Linked DNA regions of Rattus norvegicus: region 2 is linked to region 1. Evidence: chromatin contacts called from public Hi-C data. All regions are on one chromosome and are shown on one strand. Each heading gives the region's core, a stretch centred on a gene start, on an enhancer-like site or on the middle of the called end of the contact. The rest is flanking DNA. Distances are from core to core; before and after follow the strand shown. Region 1 holds the start of Dhcr7 (7-dehydrocholesterol reductase). Region 2 overlaps Shank2 (SH3 and multiple ankyrin repeat domains 2).

What was found. Hi-C and Micro-C count contacts between places; a contact is called where the count stands out from the background.
Region 2: a contact with region 1 is called in a Hi-C map of liver, with 2.1 times the contacts expected there. The contact joins the enhancer-like site here to the promoter of Dhcr7 in region 1. A contact is called at or near these places in 2 of 12 Hi-C or Micro-C datasets (kidney and liver).

The regions. Positions count from the first base shown.
Region 1 is chr1:208,442,706-208,445,919 of GRCr8, reverse strand. Dhcr7 (7-dehydrocholesterol reductase) reads right to left here and starts at 1,486. Exons shown (of 9, transcript NM_022389.3): 1 at 1,297-1,486.
Region 2 is chr1:208,619,165-208,622,378 of GRCr8, reverse strand. All of the region lies in intron 1 of Shank2 (SH3 and multiple ankyrin repeat domains 2), which reads right to left. Among named protein-coding and RNA genes, the nearest start is that of Shank2, 22 kb to the right of the region's middle. Within about 2 kb of position 1,593, at least 7 of the 93 cell types and tissues checked have an H3K27ac peak or open chromatin away from gene starts, as enhancers often do. A contact at or near this core is called in kidney and liver, where this site is marked.

The sequences.
Region 1 (3,214 bases), core at 237-2,736:
ACAGCCTGTTGCCAGAGCTACAATCCATTCAGCATTTGCCAAGTGCCAGGTGCCCAGCCCACTGGAAGAATTAATAATGTTCACAGATGAGACGCTGGGAAAAAAAGAAGTCAGGGCAATTCGGTGACTGCTCACACAGCCTAAGAGACAAGGCTGTGCCTGGTACTCTACTTTGGCACACTGGGAGGCTATGAAATAATAACATGGCTAACTCTGCATATCAGATTCCAGGGATCTTCCATACAGAAAAGCATCTATGTTGATGGAATATTCCAGAAGCAGTAGGGTGTCCAATCTGGAAATCTGTTAGCCTCGGGTTGGATGTCAAGATGAAAAGGTAGGAAATCCCAGAAATGGGTGCATGGCGAGAAGCACGTCCCCCTATGTGTACCGATGGGAATTTATCCTGGGAAATACTTGGGGCCGTGGCAGCTGGCAGACAAAAGAACCTCCTGCAATGCTCTGTATAGACATGTAAACTTACGTCACACCCACCGAAAATCACCAAAGAAATCAGAAGCTCTGGCACCCAGGGCTAGAAAGAACCGTTTCAAAAAGATTCTATCAGAAGTAGCTCAAAAATTAAAGATGTTCTGCCGTTTGGAATTCTTCCTCTGAACACCATCCTGATCTTTAGGGGGACAGGGGACTCTCCACAAACTGGGGAGGTCAGGTATGCCTAGAGCTTCCCATGATCCTCATGCCAGTGGGCAATCCATCTATCTCCTGAGAGAATAAATCGAATCACTCAAATCCAGTGAAGAGATTCTCCTGGCTGTATATGCCAAGGGGTGAGTTTATACTTGCCCCTCTATACCTGAGCATTCAAAGGTCTCTCAGGGAGCTGGACCCTCATCCCACAGCAGATGGCTGCTCTCCTGGCCACAGGCCCCAGCTAAGCAAAGTCCACCTCCACACCTGATCACAGGTGCACCTGGACCATCTGGGCAAAGCATCTCCCCTCCTACCCGGCATTCAGACCCCCTCCCTCAGCATACATCTCCCCAAACCAGAGCACACAACCCTCGCTCCGGTGCACACGCCTCTAAATCTGCACATCTGTTCGCCAATCTACCTAAAACCTGTGCAAACGCGCATACCCTCATTTACATACATATCTCCTCCCACCCCCGCCCAATCTCACAAACTGCCTCCTTCCTGAATACTCATTCTCTTTTTTTGTACATATGGCCCACGCTTCTGCACTCTCGACGATCCCCTCCCCCCCACCTCCCACGTCTGTGCGCACAGTCCTTCTCCTGTACTATAGCCCGGTCCGTGCACACAAAACCTCACCTGCGTGCGGGATCCGGGCGGTTGATTCACGAGCTCCAGCAGCGCCCTAAGTGTCTGCCTGAAGCACCGCCCCCAGGTGACGTGAGGTCACAGACTACCAATCCGAAGTGGATTTCGTGAGCCGCGCCCTGTGATTGGTGAAGGCAGTGAGCTGACTCGGAGCCCACCGGGCCCTCCAGTCGGCGGCGGCAGTCTTGAGATTGACAGCAGGGCCAGCCCCGCCCCGCCCACGCCCCTGGGGACTTGGGTCCGATTCTGCTTTGGGGGAAGAAGGATACAATTGTGGATTCTGCCACGCAAGCTCCGATCCTGCTCCTCCCGTGCCTCAGTTTACCCTGCTGCAGAACTCCTTCCTGAAGGAGAGCATCTCCTGCACGGGACAACAGATACTGCCGAGACCGCGAGGCAGGACCAGACCAGTCCCGCAAGGAAGAGGCCTCTAGCAGACTGTGAATGTGGCCCTAGTATGACAGCCAAACGGGTCCTCTGGTGGGCAGGACTCAGTCACACCTTCGTGCCCCAAAGGGTATTTGGGGAAAGCCCAGCCCGCATTCCTGTCAGCTGAGCCTTAACAAAGCAGCTTTGGATAGTTTCATTCTCAACTCTTTCCTCCGCGCCACCTGACATTCGTTAGTTACAGTCGCTAGTCGCCCTCTCCTGGCGAGAGTCTCCTCTGCAACCACAATGAAACAAACTGGTAATGGATGTGACTTCAGCACTGTTAGCTACTGTCCACGTGCTGGTGCATCAGCTGCCCAACAATGTCCTTTATTGCTCTTTTTCTCCAAACCCCGGGATCCAGTCAGGGTACACATTTGACTAGAGTAATAGGTTATACAGAATATACGGTCGGGACTGGAGAGATGGCTCAGCAGCTAAGAGTATTGGCTGCTCTTCAGGTGACCAGGGTTCAAGCCCCAGCACCCACATGGTTACTCAGCCATCGGTATTTCCATTCCCAAGGCATCCAGCGCTCTCAACATGCATGCATGCATGCATGCATACATACATACATACATACATACATACATACATACATCATACATACATAATGCATGGTTACTCCCTGGAACTGGAGTTATGAACTGGCACATGGTTACTAGGAATTGAGCCTGGATCTTCTTCAAGGTAAGTCAGTAAGTACTCTTAATCCCTGAGCCGTTTCTTCTGTCCCTGTCTTGCTCTTGATTAATAAGTAAATGAAGGTAGTGTTATTTTGAGACTGGTAAATACAATGTTTCCAAACAACCTTTGGCCCTGGTGACTTAGCATTCTTTGAGGACACTTGGGACATGGCCTACTTCTTGGTAGGAACAGTTGGCTTGATTTCAGCATTCCTCCAAACGTATTAAACGTATTAGCTGATGGTCTTTTATCAAAAATTCAGCTCTTTTAACTTTTCAAAAATTTTAAAAATTTCTGCCGGGCAATGGTGGGTGGCACATGCCTTCAATCCCAGCAATCAGGAGGCAAAGAGAGGCAGACCTCTATGAGTTCGAGGCCAGCCTGATCTACAGAGCAAGTTACAGGACAGACAAAGCTACACAGAGAAACTCTGTCTTGACAAACAAGAAAAAAAAAACAAACATTTGTTACTATGGTGCAGTGCTTCTCAACCTTCCTCATGCTGTGACCCTTCAATTACAGTTCCTCATACTGTGGTGACCCCCAACCATAAAACGATCTTGCTGCTACTGAAGAACTGTAATTTCGATACTGTTATGAATGGCAATGTCAATATCTGATATGCAAAATATCTGAAATGCATCCTCAAAGGGGTTGCAGCCCAGAGGTTGAGAACCACTGCTATACAGTGTGTCTTCATTGTGTGTATGGGGGGGCGGGGTTTGGGCAGGTGGACAGGTGCACACGCTGTGAGCCATGCGTGGATGTCAGAGAACAACTTTGTGTAGTTGGT
Region 2 (3,214 bases), core at 344-2,843, 180 kb before region 1:
CAACTTGTGTTGGGCTGCAAGAAGAAATCTATCATGTCTGGGGGAGGTCGGGCCCTTCATGTTCTATCTCACAGAGTCCTTTGTACTGACAGGTGTTAGTTTGGCCCCAGTGGTTCCAGCTCCTGAGGCTGCCCCACTTTCAATCCCAGCAGGGACAGAGAAAGAAGACAGGCCTGGCATAGATAGATGTGGTGGATGAGCAATGACTGCGGCTGGGTTCCTGGGAGTCCAGGAACAGGTCAAAGGCAGAAGCTTACACTGAGCAGTGAGACGGAGCGATGTTCCATTGGCTCCCCATGAAGGGATCACTCGTCCTTGGCCCCAGCACACAGCACACAGCACACAGCACACAGCACATAGCACACAGCACACAGCACACAGCACACACAGCACACAGCATGCAGCACACAGCACACAGCACGCAGCACCACTCCCAGTCAGCCTTGGGGAACAAGCTCCCATTGAAGACTGATAGCCCAGACCAGCTTTGTCCAAGCCTGGAGCAAATGAGATTTTCCAGTCCTCAGAAGTCCTGCCCTGGAAGGTGGAGAGGAAGGCAGCGCACCAGAAGCCCCTTTTATGTGTGTTCCCCTCTCAGCTGCCTGAAACCGCATCCAACAGCTTGAAGCAAATACCTGTGTCCATCTCAAACCCTCCCCACAACCCTGGTTCCCTCCCCCATCAGACCCAACCTCTGGCCTCTGACCAGCTCTCTCAAAAGTTCTCTGCCTCACAGCTCCCAGATGAACCCACATGCCTGTGGCAACTGGTTCTTCAATGTGTCTCATCTGCTGCTGTCCATCCATCATCTGGGATACGGTGGGCATTCGATGGACACAGTCAGACAGGAGCAAGGCTGTGGAGCTGGCAGGATGCAGTGAGGGAGAGATGGACAGAGCATGGGTCCTGAATCTGCCCGCAGTGGAGTGTCAACTCCAGCTACTACCAGCAAGTGGGGACAGAGCCCAGAGTCCCAGGCCTGTGGGGATGGCTCAGGTCAGATTTGGGCAGACGTGACAAGTATTGATATTGGAAATGTACTGTTTTAAATGCTTGATTGCTGCAAGGTAGACATAAACCAGAACTCTGAGGTGAGCTTAACGCCCCACCCCCATCTTCTTTCCATAATAAAGGGGGGATAATGGGAGTAGGGGATGTTGGGAGCAAGCCATAGCCTGGTTCCAAGAACAGAGCTGACAGACCAAGGCAGGGAGGACAATGAGGTGAGGCTCCCCAATCCAAGCCATTACCAGCAACCTCTTCATCCACAAAGACACCCCATAACGTACCCTCATGTTGACTTTGAGAAGACATGACTAAACAGGCAGGTACCTAATAAGAAGGGCTCCACCAGACAGGTCCAAAGAGGCCCAAGGCTGGGTCTGGAAGTGGGATGATTGGAGGAAAATCAGCTGCAAGGTTCTCTGCAGCAGGGTCCTGAGATCCCAAGGCCAGAGACCTGACCTGGAGGGTCATGACCCTAATAAGGAATGTGGTGCAGCTCCATGGGAACAGCAGACAACTGGCCACCTGACAGGGGCCCCGGGGAAACATTAATGATTAACTCCCGGGCAGGGCAGAGGACAACTGGGCACATTCACTTTCAGGTAAGTAGGAAACAGAAGTTGCTCTGTGGACATCCTGCTGGCTACCCAGGGCACACTTACACTAAACACCCATTCGTCATGTAGCCCATGCTCAAACAGAATAGGAGGCCTTGCATTTTGTCTGGCTTCATTCTGGGGAGCGGGAACAGTCTTTGGTCCCTGGATCTCCTCAGGACCAGATTGCAAAATAGGTCTGCTCAGAAACAGGAAGCAGGCAGGGTGACGCAGAGAGGGAGGGTGGCTTTGTGCTACCCTGGGCAGTTGCCTTTGGTACAGCTATGCTCAGAAGCACACACAGAGCTGTAACCTCCCAGGCCAGGAAGGGTCAACCCTCGTTGCGGGCCTCTTGCATCAGCCCTGCTGGACAGCTTCTAATACGGAAAAAAAAGAATTTCTACAAAGAAGAAGCATTTTGCTACTAGAGCATTCTAGGAACATCTAAAACCCAGAACTGGCTTATTTGTCACCTAACGCCCCTCATGGAAGGGGCACAGTTTCATACTCATTCATGTACTGGGGCACAAAAGGTGACCTTTGAGGAAAGATACGGATAAAACAGTCCAGGCAATGGCTACAATGCGTTTGGGATCAATTCAAAAATCTCAGGGGTTCACAGACCGATTTCTAGTTTAAAATGCACAGAGTTCTCCTTCCTAAGGGAATCTCAAATCAACAGGGTGAGAGATTTTCTTTTGTAGTTCATTTTGTGCCTCTAATGTATGAAATTGGTTGGTCCTTAAAGCAGCAAGACCTTTCCTTCCCAATGCCCTCAGGGCATTGTTTAGGTATTTAAAGGCAGGTCAAGGTCCCAGTACAGGATAGAGGGCCGCTTCCTGGGAAACGTGGAGGACAGCAGTCAAATTTGTCAAGAAGAGCACTAGCCCCCTAGAAACTGAACTGAGTAGAGGAGGCAAGGGTCAGCGACACGGGAGCCAGACAGCATCAGTTACTAGCTCCTCAGAGGAGCCTTGTTATAAAGCTCTACCCCTTCGCCCCATGGCCTGTAGAATTCTCCAGAGAAGCAGCCTGCTCTACCTGCCCAACCAGAGCACCATGGCTCTGGTGTTACGGCTGTGCAATGGTCTATCTTAAGGGTCAACTTGGTGGGACTTAGAATCATCACGGAAACAAACTTCTGAGCAAGTGTAAGAGGGACTTCCTACATTAGGTTTGCTGAGATGGAAAGACACACCCTAACTGTGGGCAGAACCATCCAGTGGGCTTAGGTTCTGGACCGAAGAAGCCATGTGGTCAGCTGCCTCCCACAGCTGACACCCCTGCCTGCTATGATAGACATTATCCTTACACATCTAAACAAACCTCCCCTTCACGAAAATGCTTCTCATCAGGCATCTGGTCACAACAAAGGTAAAAATAACCAACACAGGGTGTGTCTGCCCCACTGTGCAAGATTCTAGTGCGATATTTGCCTTGCTGCCTAAGCGCCCTCCCAACCCCCCCCCACTGCACGGGTGAGTACACTCTCCTACTCGCTCATTCATCGAGGACATCATGGAAGACACAGACAAAAGCCTCCAGGTAACAGCTAAAAGTTTTGGAGATGAGCTCTAAAACCTTAGGAGGTCCACAGGCTGACATCCGGTGGT